2 separate regions of the Macaca mulatta genome follow, and region 2 is linked to region 1. Evidence: chromatin contacts called from public Hi-C data. All regions are on one chromosome and are shown on one strand. Each heading gives the region's core, a stretch centred on a gene start, on an enhancer-like site or on the middle of the called end of the contact. The rest is flanking DNA. Distances are from core to core; before and after follow the strand shown. Region 1 holds the start of HBS1L (HBS1 like translational GTPase). Region 2 holds the start of MYB (MYB proto-oncogene, transcription factor).

The links. A called contact is a pair of places that touch in the nucleus more often than the background predicts.
Region 2: a contact with region 1 is called in a Hi-C map of fetal cortex germinal zone, with 2.5 times the contacts expected there. The contact joins the promoter of MYB here to the promoter of HBS1L in region 1.

What each region holds. Positions count from the first base shown.
Region 1 is chr4:40,139,801-40,147,543 of T2T-MMU8v2.0, forward strand. It overlaps HBS1L (HBS1 like translational GTPase), which reads right to left and starts at 2,148. Exons shown (of 18, transcript XM_015137402.3): 1 at 1,975-2,148. The coding sequence starts at 2,017.
Region 2 is chr4:40,270,479-40,277,222 of T2T-MMU8v2.0, forward strand. It overlaps MYB (MYB proto-oncogene, transcription factor), which reads left to right and starts at 4,949. Exons shown (of 15, transcript XM_028847137.2): 1 at 4,949-5,494. The coding sequence starts at 5,472.

The DNA.
Region 1 (7,743 bases), core at 898-3,397:
AAAAGATGAAAAGAATTCTTTCCTGCAATCTTGGTAGTTTGTTTCCTCAATCAACAAAATTATGGACTATTTACTACATGTAAAGAACACTATGTCAGCCACTTAAAGTATGGATTTTGCCTTCCTGGGACTTTTAAATCAGTGACTGAGGCAGTCATGTAAAGTATTATATAAATTACAGAGAAAAACAAAGTGGGAGTTAAGTAGAGAAACCAATAGGTTTTAGAACACACACTCTCTCTAATGAGGTTGTATTACTTAAGAGAATTTTTAAATTATTATTCTGAGAATTCAAGAGAAAGCCTAACTGGGAAGAAGAGAAATAAACTGGACCTTGATAATGAGTACAACTTTTATAAACAAGAAAAGGGGATGAACCTCCTTAATGTTACAGGAACAGCTTGGTTATGATGTCACCAATTGTTCCAAAGAAACATGACAACCTGACCTCAAGTAGCCAAGGTGCTCCCTGAGGCCAACCACCTCTTCTCCATGAAGCATTCCTTCACATAGAAATCCTGCTTACTCCCCCCAATCCATTCTGAATTAAGTGTTCTCATCTGTGTATCCCTCCCATAGCGTTTTCTCAGTACCTTTTGTAGCATTTTTCATACTCTAATAATCTGTAACTGGTATAATCTTCTCCTTTTAGACTACCCTCAAATACCTTACCGTCAGTCCTCAAAGCTTAGAACAGTACTCTAAGCACTAACTTAATGGTGGTTGAGGAAATGATAAACAACTATTAAAGAAACGAATAATAATTAGGCCTATTCATGTACTTTATATTTGCAAAAATATCTCTCAGTCTAAAGTCATTTCTTAGGTGACAATGGTCCACATGCAACACCATCCATTGCAATACTTATTTAAAAGGGCCTCTATTCTAAAGTAACCACCAGAAAATTCACATGTTCTAGACGGACTGAAGTCACAGGTTCCAAATGGAGAACAGGGTGTTAGCTGCCCTCATTCTAGTTAGAGCACACTGATGTTCCATAATAATCTACTGGGGTGCCAACGACAATCACCAACATATTAAGCATTACATGTTCTGCACTTTGCAAAGCATAGGTCTTTATTCTTCTTCTGCATTAGTTCATACTTGTTTATATTTTTAGTTTATGTGATGCTTGGTGATGCCTATAGTTATCTACTGCATGAAGAGGGATGTGCTCCTCCTAAAAATAATTCTAACTCCTGTTAACTCCTACAGAACATTCATATAGACATTTTTCTTTTATTTCATTTTTTAATATCAAAAAGTCCTTTCCCATACACTCTTTCTTCTAGTACCGCCGTTTATTTACATTTCAAAATACATTTACATCAAGCATTACCAGCCAAGAACTGAGTATAAACTTCACGATCATCTGATCGACTCATTATTTGGGCCTTTTAAATATGTGTCTTTTCTACTATCTCCTAAGTTTCCACTTTGAAATTTGTTGAAAAATAAATTAGCGCAAACTGGTTCTGCACTAAGTATGTATGGACACACAGAAAAGATTTACCGTGTAAATCTAGCACAGGTACAGGTCTGTTGAATGTAAGCATTGTCAATCTGTGTTTTACAAATAAGCAACGTTTCAAGGACATTTCTCAAAGGGGGTCTGAAAGAGAGGAGCTAGAAGCAGGCACGTGAGTGCCCGACATGGGAGGAAACAATGGAAGAGGTGATAATGCTTACGTGACTAAATATCACCGGATCCCAACCTCACCAATGTCCTACCCATATGACGCTATTCAGCACCTCTCCCTCCCCAAACAAAATCAACACCAGAGGGCAGAAATCATGACTTTAAAACGACGGCATTTGGCGGCACTAGAAGGCCTGTAATATTCCCCAACTGGGCTCTCCCAATTCCGACAGGGCACCACTGACGAGAAACTCACAGATTGAAGTAGATGCCAACGGGCTAGGATCCCAGCTGTAACCGCAAAAGAACGTCCCGGCATGACCCTGCCTCCTACCTTCATCGTAGTTATAGCCTCGAACATTCCGATGCCGGGCCATGACGGCGGAGAGGGCGTTTGCCACAGCCCCTTAACTCCTTCCAAAACACTCCGCTTAGATACTGATAAGGTGCCAACTGCGCCCTGGAGAACCCCCATGCGCCATCTTGGTTTCCCGCAAGCCTCTGCGCCGAGCGCCTGCGCAAGCGCGACGTCTTATCTGTGCACCGCGCGACGGCAAAGCCTGGGCGGGGGGTCACTGGTCCCCTCCCTGAGGGCGCATGCGCACTGCTGCGCACGGCGGGAAGAGGGGAGGGAGCCTTTGGGCGTGGCCCCACCCAAAGGTTGGGCGACGGAGGGGGATGGGGAAATCGCGCCTCCTAGAACTGACTGGTTTGGACTAAATGTTGCAAGCGGGGAAACTTGACCTACTTACGCCAGCGTTCTGGATTATTTTACAAATGTGGTTTCTGATAACCTGAGAAAGCTATGTGCTCAGTAAGAGCAGGGACCTTGTCTTATCAAACTTTGATCTTTAATTAGGCACACAGTAGGCATTCAACAAACTTGTGTAAACTTGGTAGCAGATTTAGCCCAGGCCGGTGCGGTGGCTCCTGCTTGTCATCTCAGCACTTTGGGACGCCCAGGAGGGCGGATCGCTTAAACCCAGGTGTTTGAGACCAGCCTGAGCAACATAGCGAGACTCCGTCTCTACAAAAAATACAAACACTAGCCGGCCCCGTGATGCAGACCTATAGTCCCAGCTACTGAAGAGGCTGGGGTGGGGGGATCCTCTGAGCCCGGGCAGTCGAGGCTGCAGTGAGCTGAGATCGGGCCTCTCCATTCCAGCCTGGGCGACAAAGTGAGAACTTATCTAAAAAAAAAAAAAAAAAAAAAAAAAAAAAGAGTCCAAGCTTTAGAGGAGGAAATAAGGCTATTTTTAAACGGGTATATATTATTAAATTGAGACTCTGGCTATAATAGGTCACCCTGCTTTCATATAATTTACAACTTCATGTATTCACTCCGTTCGGCATTAGTATCTCCAGTAAACAACGATTTGCCCTTAGCTATGTAAACGATTTTAGCTATATAAACGATATTTATTAGCATCATAAAGAAGGATTCACTGAACATTCATTGAACACATAATTGTGTGTAACATTGTATTAAATATAGGTTTTTAGACATAGCACTGGCCTTAGGTAGTAATGATGAATGTTGTTGATGCATGAATCTATAACCCACTATTAAATGTCCTCATTTCTTAGAACATAAAGTTAATAATGTTATATAAGAAACCAACCTCATTATACTGAACAAACCACTTCAGTTTTAGCTTGTGTTTTTGAAATGATGATACTTCACATCAAAGGCAAATGTCAAATTCTAGAGATAATTAAAAGCTTACTCAGCTTTTTGCTATGCACAATAGAAAGAAATAAGAGTAATCCAAATTTAGTTTATATTTGTAAGTGGCTTGGAACGTAATTTATTCATGCATTTGAATGTATTCGACTACAAAAATTGTTGTTTAATGTAGCTCCAAGATAAAAAAAAAATAGAGATAGTTGCTAATGTTATATGGCTTAAGTGTTTTTATTATTTTATACCCTTAGGTAATTTTTATTTTGCCACCTGTTTCTTTGTAAAATGGAGATAGTAATACTAACTCGCGAGCTGTGAATAATTTATCCACATAAGAGGTTTTATCACAGATCATAGTAGGTGCTTAAAAATATTGTGTTATTGGTCGACTGCGGTGGCTCACTCCTGTGATCCCAGCACTTTGGGAGGCTGAAGCAGGCAGATCATGAGGTCAAGAGATCAAGACCATCCTGGCCAACATGGTGAAACCCCCTCTCCACTAAAAATACAAACATTAGCTGGGCGTGGTGGTGCATGCCTATAGTCCCAGCTACTCGGGAGGCTGAGGCAGGAGAATTGATTGAACCCAGGAGGCAGAGTTTGCAGTGAGCTGAGATCATACCACTGCACTGAAGCCTGGCGACAGAGTGAGACTCTGTCCTCCCCGCCCCCCCCAAAAAATCGTGTTATTAAAATACAAATGGCAGCTTGCACTCCACTGTAATTGTCAATTGCAAGCTTAACTACAACTCACTGAGGTATGAAGTGAATGAGTTATAAATAGACCACATAAGCAAAGTGCTACAGAAGCAATGAATAAGAAAACATTACTTCTGCCAGATAATATATAATTTGCCCTTAGGTCGTCAATAATGCACTCCTTTAAAACTCTAAATATTGCACAGCCTCTACTGCATCTCAAACAATAGAGCCTCAATAGCAAAGCCTTCACTGATTTCTTCAGAAAAAGTTAGGACTGTTACACTCCCCTCAGGACTCTGCAGGTGTGGTCCGAGCACCGTGGCTCACACCTGTAATCCCAGCACTTTGGGACATCGAGGCAGGTGGATCACCTGAGGTCAAGAGTTCGAGACCAGCCTGGCTACCATGGTGAAACCCCAGTCTTCTACTAAAAATAAAAAAACATTCGCCGTGCATGGTGGTGGGCGACTGTAATCCCAGCTACTTGGGAGGCTGAGGAAGGAGAATCGCTTGAACCGAGGAGGCAGAAGTTGCAGTGAGCCGAGATCGCGCCATTGCTCTCCAGCCTGGGCAACAAGAGCAAAACTCCGTCTCAAAAAAAGAAAGAAAAAAAAAAAAAAAGACTCTGGTATTGTGTTTTGATGGAAAGTACTATGACTCTGGAATATCATGAACCTGGATTTCAGTCCCAGTTTTGTTGCTGTTAATCCCTTTGGATTTAATTTCTTCATCTGTAAAATGGATATATATGAAAATGTATGTCATCTGTTTTGTGAAAAGTAAATGATGTATGAAAAAACAGTAGGTGTTGCAGAGTGGGTACTCAATAGATGCCAGTTCTCTACCCCCACTAATTACAAAGCTTTATCTTTGTTTCTCCAGCACCCTAATGTCTGGCACTTTAAATGTTTGCTGAATGAATTAATGAGTAAAAGAAGAGAAATAAAATGACATTTATCTTGCTATGGAATGGTTAAATGTCATAAATAACAATACAAATCATTTTGTATTGATTTGTGAAAAAAATTATGAATGAAAGAAGCATAACTACATTACTGAAAAAAAATTTAACAGCCTTATTGAGGTATCGTTGACAATAAACTGCATATAATGTGTAATTTTGATACATTTTGACATATGTATACACCAGTGAAGCTATCAACCCCATCAAGATAATGAACATATCCAGACTTTAAAAAGTTTCCTAAAGTACCTTTATATCCAGAATAAAAATTCCAGAATATCCAAGGATCCTTCCTGCCCATCAAGGCTTCCTCACCATGGCCCCTCACAATAACTGCTCGTCTTTCTGTCACTATGAGTTGTTTGCATTCTTTAAAATTTTATACAGGTGAAGTCATATGGTATGTGTTGTTTTTTATCTGTCTTAATTCACTCAGCATAATTATTTTGAGATTCACCCTTGTAGTTGCTTGAATCAACAGTTCATTCCTTTTCATTAGAGGAGGATTCCACTGTGTGGGTATACCACAATTTGTTTTTCCAGTCACCCATTGAGAGCTATTTGGGTTGTTTTCCATTTTGATGGCTACAAATAAGGCTTCTGTGAATATCTGTGTACAAATCTTCATATAAACATAAACTTTAATTTTTCCTGGGTAAATACCTAGGAGCAGAATGATATGATTGGTTATCTTTAGCTTTTTAAAGAAACTGTGAAACTGTTTTCCAAAACAGTTGTAACATTTTATGTTTCCACCAGCAATGTAGTTCCATTTTCTCTATCTTCTCCACATCATTACCAACACTTCATACGGTCTAAAGATGTTAAGCTTATGGCCTGGCGCGGTGGCTCATGCATGTAATCCCAGCACTTTGGGAGGCTGAGATGGGTGGAGCACAAGGTCAGGGGTTTGAGACCAGCCTAGCCAACATGGTGAGACCCCATCTCTATTAAAAATACAAAAAATTAGCTGGGTGTGGTGGCACACACCTGTAATCCCAGCTACTCGGGAGGCTGATGGGGGAGAATCGCTTGAACCCGGGAGGTGGAGGTCACAGTGAGCCGAGATCACACCACTGCACTCCAGCCTGGGTGACAGAACGAGACTCTGTCTTGAGGAAAAAAAATAAAAAGATGTTTAGCTTATTTGACAGTTCCATATATCAGCTTTGGTGAAGTCTTTGCATCTTTGGTCAGTTTTTAATAGGGTGTTTGTAGTAGAGAGTTCTTTCTATATTCTGGATACAATTTCTTTATCTGATATAAAATTTGGAAATATTTCTTCCAGTACATGACTCATCTCTTTATACTGTTAACAGTGTCTTTTGAATAGAAGTTTTTCATTTTTAAAAAGTCCAGTTTATCAAATTTTTCTTTAATAGAGTATGCTATTGATTTCATAACTAAGAAATCTCTGCCTGATCTAAAGTTACAAAAATTTTCTCCTTTTTAAAATAAGTTTTACAATTTGGGATTTTCCATGTAGGTTTATGGTTGATTTTCAGTTGATTTTTGTATATGAGGAAAGGTTTGGATCAAAGTTCATTTCTTGGCTGGCCGTGGTGACTCACACCTGTAATCCCAGCTCTTCGGGAGGCTGAAGTGAGCGGATCACTTGAGGTCAGGAGTCGGAGACCAGCTTGGCCAAGATGGCGAAACCCCGTCTCTAATAAAAAACACAAAACTTAGCCAGGCATAGTGGCACGCACCTGTAGTCCCAGCTACTCAGGAGGCTGAGGTGGGAGAATCGCTTGAACCCAAGAGACAGAGAGACAGAGGTTGCAGTGAGCAGGGCAACAGAGCAAGACCCTGTCTCAAAAAAAAAAAGTTTATTTCTTGCTTATTATGGACATTCAGTTGTTCTGCAACCATTTGTTGAAAAGAAGGTCCTTTCTTCCCTGAATTGCATCAACATCTTTATCCAAAATCAGTTGTTGGTGTCAGTGTGTCTCTGGACCATTGATATACTACTGATCTACTACTGATCTATTGATCTACCTTAACACTACTACCATGCTGTCATGATAATGCAGCCTCATAAATCTGAAAATCGAGTAATGTTAATCCTCCAACTTTGTTCTATTTTTTCAAAGTTTTCTTAGTTATATTAGGTCCTTGGTATTTCCATAGGTGTTTTTAAATGAGGTTTTTCAATTACTACACATGTTCCTTCTGAGTTTAACTTGTATTTTTCTTACTCTATAGATCAATTTGGGGAAAACTGACATTTTAGCATTGAGTCTTTCAACACAGGAACAACATATCTCTCTCCATTTATATAGGTCTCCTTTGATTTCTTTCAATAATGCTTTTTGTTTTTCAGTGACTGGTCTTGCACAATTTTGGAATATTTAATTCTAAATACTCCGTGTGTGTGTTTTGTTTTTGTTTTTGTTTTTGTTTGAGACTGAGTCTCACTCTGTCACCCAGGCTGAAGTGCAGTGGCAATCTCTGCTCACTGCCACCTACATACACTGGGTTCAAGCAATTCTCCTCCCTCAGCTTCCTGAGGAGCTAGGACTACAGGCACGCGCCACCAGGCCTGGCTAATTTTTAGTAGAGACAGGGTTTTGCCATGTTGGCCAGGCTGGTCTCGAACTCCTGACCTTAGGTGATCCACCCACCTCGGCCTCCCAAAGTGCTGGGATTACAGGTGTGGGCCACCACATCTGGCCAAGTACTCCATATATTTTTGATGCTATGTAAATTTTTTTAAAAATTTCAAGGTAAAATTGTACAATTAAACTATTAAA
Region 2 (6,744 bases), core at 3,699-6,198, 130 kb after region 1:
TGTGTGTATATATAAACATTTATATATATATATATCTTTCTTTATTCCCCAACAAATCTCTCCACCCAGCCTCTACCTCTCAGTCTTAGCCCTGTCTTTTAACCTCTTAAATATTATCCAAAGACTTTCCCTTGGTCAGATCTCTACATTAGCAACTCTAAGAAATAGCACAGTTGTTGTCTTCATGTAAATAAACTCTTAAATAAAGCATTTATTTGATGTGTTACTGGTAAATGTTTAACAATCAGTTTTCCAATAAGAAAAAGCCCTTATTTGTAACACTTGCCATTTCCTGTGGTGTAAATACTCCAATCAGAGCCAATTTCAAGCTACTAACATTATATCACTAGATGTGAAATTGTAAAGAGATGCATAACAGCATATATTACATTGTATGTCCACTGTACACATGATAGACATAAATAACCTCAAGTACGCAGATAATAGGAAGATGTCATAAAATGGGAAGTGATGAGTTTTGAATGTTTATTGTCTTCAAAATAAAATATATTTAACTAAGTTTATATAATTTACTTTTTAATAATGGCTGTGTCTAAAAACTAGCTCACAAAATTTAACTCCAGCGTATTCCTGACCCAGCTTGACTTCTCCAGCAGGCTCTGATCCACACTCTCTACCGCCTGCTGAACAATTCTACCCAGATGTCTTCCATAAGAAACCACAAACTTAACATACCGAAATCTAAACACACTTTCCTCTTTGAATCTCCCAGTGCATACTTCTCTTCCCCTCTTGACTTCCCTATTTCTATTAATGGTGCCTCTAATATCCTTAGCGACCCAATCAGCTGCTAAGTCTTGAAGGCTCTGCCTATGTTCTTCTGATCTGCCTCCTCCTTTTCATTCCATTTAGGGTTACTGTCCTACCCCAGACAATTAACAAGCCTCTTCCCCTTGTCTCTTCTCACTCCAATCTATCTGACAATACTATTAGATTAATCTTCCACACACACAGCTCTGATAGTATAGTTTTGCTATTCAACTCACATACACGAATCTGGCCTTCAAAGCTCTCCTTGCTTCAGGCAATCTGGCTAGCTCCTTCTTTCCCATGCTGGGAACATGCCTTGTGGATTCTGATTGTGTGCTTTTGCTCCCACTTTTGCCTTTCTCTGGAATGTCCTTCCCTCTTTATGGAAAGACTCATACCTTTTATACAAGACAGCTCAAACGACAATAAAAACATGTAGGTTGGTCGTCATAGGAATATATAAGTTGATGAGAATCTGGAAAAAAGAAACAAACAAGAAGTGCGAAATCCAGGAATCATTTAAAAATAAAAATTTATTTGGTCACTATCTATTATGGAGGTTCTACGAAACATGCTATACTGTTAGGGAGGTTCTATGAAACACGCTATACTGTTAGGGAGGTTCTATGTAACATACTACACTGTTATGGAGGTTCTATGAAACATACTACACTGAAGTAGCACTTAGCCCATTGTCATTACTAAAAGATTTGCTGGGGGAGCCAACATGAGATTTATCTCAAACCTATGGCTTTCAATTATACATGCCACAGCTGTTCTTCATTAACTGAAATAATTAAGAACTGTCTGCATTTTAACCATTTACTGTAACTATTTCCCTCTTAATGCCCTGAGCCAAACTGGGTTGAGTGGGTGAGGAAAGGTGGGTGGTAGAGACATGGAGTCCCCTAATCTGGTCTGTTTTCACCATTGATGAGCCTCATTCATCTTTGGGATGCGGATCACGAGGATTAAAGATCCACCATGTGCCCAGGATTTCCCAGCAATCAGAAGCAAAGAAACTGGAATTTGTATCTTTTATACATATTTTGTCCTTCAGCCCTTCCCCAGTGCTTAAATTATTTTGGGTTATGGCGAGCCTGAATCTTTAGCCCAGGAGAGGTGAAAGTGAATGAGGGAGAGGAAGGTGGTGAGAGAAAAATGGCAAAGGTAAAAGTGGGCTGGGTGCGGTGACTCACACCTGTAATCCCAGCACTTTGGGAGGCTGAGGCAGGAGGATCAAGCGCTTGAGCCTAGGAGTTTGAGACCAGCTTAGGCAATATGGTGAGACCTCATCTCAACAAAATTTTTAAAAATTAACTGGGCGTAGAGCTGCATGCCTGTAGTTCTAGCTACTTGGGAGGCCGAGAGGGGAAAATCACTTAAGCCTGAGAGGTCAAGGCTACAATGAACTGTGATGGTGCCACTGGACTCCGGCCTGAGCAATAGAGGGAGACCCTGTCTCAAAAAAATATATATATATTTTATTTTTTAAAAACGTAAAAGTGTATCAAACCAGTCTGTCTTCACTCTGAAACTGAGATTATCAACCAGTGCTCTGGAGGCCTTCCATGGAAACCATTGTTAAAGATGGAGATTGTTGGGCCTCATCTCAAACCTGCTGAATCATGGTCTCTAGTGGACAGCCTGGGACTGTGCATCTTTCATGGATACACCCAGCAATTCTGATACACTCAAAAGCAACTTTGTCCAACCTGTGACCCACAGGCCGCATATGGCCAAGGATGGCTTTGAATGCGGCCCAACACAAATTTGTAAACTTTCTTAAAACATATTATGAGATTTTTTTGCGATATTTCTTTAAGCTCATCAGCTATCATTAGTGTTAGTGTATTTTATGTGTGGTCCAAGACAATTCTTCTTCTTCCAATGTGGCCCAGGGAAGCCAAAAGATTGGACACTGGGGCTCTAAACATTGAGGATAACTGTTCTAGTGTTGGCCAACTACTCTAGTGTTGGCCTGCAGACTCAATACAGTCTTTGAGCTAAAAACAGTTTTTACATTTTTAAAGGGTTGTAAAAAAAGACAAAAAGAAAGACAGACAAGAAAAGACACAGAAGAATATGCAACATAGCCTACAAAGCATTTACTATCTGGTCTCTTACAGAAGAGTTTCCTGACCCCTTTCTAGTGCACTGCAAATGAAAGGCTGTACCCAAATTTAGCTCCAGTGCAGCCCTGCCACAGCTAAAATAACTGATGTAGTTAGCAGATCTTAAAAAAAAAAAAAAGTTAGGAAATGTGTAAAGTTGTCATCTAAAAATACTTTTGTAATAATTATAAGTGGAGAGAGAAAATGTATAAATACAAACATTCTGTAATGAGTTTAAAAATGTAGTTTCATCCATACAAGAATTTTGATAACTCCATTTGATTCTGTTTTTCCATAAGCTTATCAGATAGCAATATATCCAACATTAGCCTAATAAAATTACTGCATATGTATTCTTTATTGGACTATGCATATTCCCAAACATATTATTGTCATACAACTGAGGGAAAAATGTAAAACTATATCCCAAAATATCTGGGAAATGAAAAATTATAAATTCTCAAAACGATACACAGGAAAATGATTTACAAAGAAAAAAAAGGAAAACTGAACTTAGTATCTTTCTACTTTAAAGGGGTTCAAGAATTTAGGAGTAGTTCCACCTCCTAAAATCTTGGAAAAGAGGCTATGAACTCACTTCGCAAAGGGTTCAGATACTCACATTGTGTCCAAGAGACTCAGCAATTGGGAACCTTGCCGGTTAGATTCATAAAGCAATCCCAAAGCCAGAATGCATTCCTTTAGGGGTGGTTTCTAGATGTTTACTCTAGATATTTTTAAAAGATTTTGTTTATTTTTGATGCGAAGAAAGAAAATTATTATAGAATCTAGAAATAAATATTGGCTTTAAAAGTATTAATTTGACTTGTCCTTTGTAATTGTGATCCGAAATACCTCACAGTAATTTTGTTTCAGTGTTATTTTCTTCTCAGGAGGAAAGGAATGTTAAAACCCTTACTAGCAACTAACACTTGATAAAGATTTAAACTATATAATAATTTTAAAGAAAGTCTAAAACACCAGATAGTCTTGAAACCTCGCATGCTTCACCGTTTAATAAAATCATGACTCATTTTAGTAAGAACATGCTTTTTTAGTAAGAAAAAATGCTTTCTGAGCTAAGTTTGAACTGCTGGGGCACATGGGACACCCACAAACCCAGTCAGCAGAAGTCTCAAACTCCTAAAAGATTAAAGGAAAAATACATTAGTGTGTACAGAGAATGAAAAAAAAAAAATCCCCAATGGTTCTAATCTATAAACGGAAGTAAAACTAAAACTCCCCTAAAATCCCCCCAATCATCAATCCTTATAAATTCAGCACTTATCTTCTTCCTTTACTTCTGGAGACCCTCATTAAACAACACGAAAGCCTTTGCTGATTTTATCTCGTAAAATAGAGCGCTCAAATGACACTAAGCAGGGATACCGACCCCCAAAATCACAAACTGTTTTACTTCTAAAACCACGCATGCAAACGTAGGGTTTCCTGAGTTCTGCTAGGGGCGGGCTCTCTGGACCCCCGAGTTTTTTTTTTTTTTTTTTTTTTTTTTTGCAGGTGTGCAATCCAGGGCGTGTGCGCTGTGCAGGGAGGGGAGCTGAGGTGTGCTGTGGGCATCGCCTGGGCCGGGCGGGGCGGGGTGGGTGGGGCCCGGGTGTGGGCTGGGGAGAGAGTGAAGGACATGTGACAATACGACGGTGGCGGCTGTAGGATCCGGGAGGGGAGTGAAAGCTCCGCCGGGGCGCTCCATTAGAGAGCGGTGATAGCTGCCGCCCACTTGTATTGAAGCGTTCTTTGTCACTAACAAGTTAAATTATAGATGTTATTTATTTAAGAAGGAAAAAAAACTCTAGCCAAACATCCTACGAACACACATGCTCCCATCCCCTACTCCTCCAACTCCTAATTTCCCCGTCTCCAGAGGGCACAGTTGTAAACCTTGACGAAAATCCAATCTTCTGTGCAGGAATTTCCCCCCACCGCTTGCCGCCCCCGCGACCGTGAGTGGGAGCTGGAGGAGCTCGGGTCCCGCTGCCCTGGAGCACGCGCAGCCGGGCGACCGCGGTGCGGCGGCCGGGGAGGAGGGGAGGCGGCGGGACTTGGCGCGGGTCGGCCCCGCCGCGGCCGGGAGCGGGGTTTGCGCAGGAAAAGGCGCCGCCGCGGCCCCCGGCCGCCCCTCCCCGGCCCCGGGCTCCCCGCCCGCGCGCCTCCCGGGCCTCGCGGCGCGCTAGGCGCACCCCGGCGGCGCGAGCGCCGAATGGGAGCTGCCGCCCTGCCGGCCCGGCAGCCCAGCGGGCGGCAGCCAGGGCGACCGCGGAGGCGGCGGGCAGGGCGCGTGCGCACTGCAGGGGCGCCAGATTTGGCGGGAGGGGGAGTGTCCAAAGCTCTTTGTTTGATGGCATCTCTGTTTACAGAGTTTACACTTTAATATCAACCTGTTTCCTCCTCCTCCTTCTCCTCCTCCTCCGTGACCTCCTCCTCCTCTTTCTCCTGAGAAACTTCGCCCCGGCGGTGCGGAGCGCCGCTGCGCAGCCGGGGAGGGACGCAGGCAGGCGGCGGGCAGCGGGAGGCGGCAGCCCGGTGCGGTCCCCGCGGCTCTTGGCGGAGCCCCGCGCCCGCCGCGCCATGGCCCGAAGACCCCGGCACAGGTAACGGGGAGCCCGGCGGGCGGTCGAGGGCGGGGGCACGCGGGGGCGCGCGGGGCGCCAGGCTACTGGGAACAGGTGGGAATTCGTTCCGGGATCGTCTGAGGGGCTGTCAGACCCTGCGAGGACCTGGAGCCCCTGTCTCGGCAGCAGAAGCAGCTCCAGAGACTGATGAATGGAAGAGTCTTTGCGGGAAATGTATCCGGAGGTTGGGAAGCACGCCCTGCGGCTCATTTTGCAAGTTGCATGGGGATACATTTTTATTTAGGGGGAAAAAGAAAGCAGCACGTTCCAGCCAGGGACAGAGCGGTGCCCTCCAGCCCCGGGGACCCTACCAGGTGCCTGGCTTGATGCCACGGGTGTCGGCGACGGATCCGCAGCGTAATTGCTGGATGCATTGAGATATGTTTGGACTTGGAAGTGCAGAGCATATGGCAGATACAGGGAAAATGCTGGATTGTTTAGTAGCTGCAGGTAGTTCATTTAAATTTCATTCATTCTTTATGGAGGCGAGGACCAGTGTCAGCTGACAGGCGGCTGAAAAGCAGATTTTAGGGGGATAAAGGGGTCTCTACTTTTGCAAATTGTCTTGAGACCTGGTTTTGGAGGTTCGAACCATTATTCTGTGAAAGGCTTTTATTTCCACTGCAAACATTGCATGCGCACCTACACATGCCGGCGTCGCACATGTCACTGCACTTAGGCAGGCTCGCTGGGAACATGGATGCAATCCCCTCACATTTTTGGCCGGACAGATGGGAAGAGGGAGAGGAGGAGGAGGAGGGAAATCCTCGTCCGAACTGTCAGTTGCTGGCTCCCCAGCCTCCACCGGCCTCTGGACTTCCCCAGCAGCACACGCTGGGGGCTCCCTGCCAGCGGCGGGTGCTGGGGCTAGCTCGGCGGCTGTTGCAGTCGCCACTCGGCTCAAGGGGACCGAGGCCGGCAGCACCTAAGGACGCTGCCGCGCAACCGGGACGCGATCCCCGCGAGCTCTGCCCCCAGTCGAGAGGTCCCTGCGCGGCGCGCACACGTGGGTGCGACTGAGGTCGCCGCGCCTCCTCGCGCCCTCCTTCAGCCGCCTTAGGTCGCCCCGGCCGAGGCGCGGTGACCGGACGGACCCTCGCGAAGGAGTTCTAGGGAGAAGTCCGTGGAGGCAAAGCAAATCCTTTCGCCTTTCCTTAGGTTATTTTATTTTCTCCTACTGGTTTGTTGTTGAGCCTGCGGGCGCTGGTCCCCGCGCGGCGCTGAGAAGT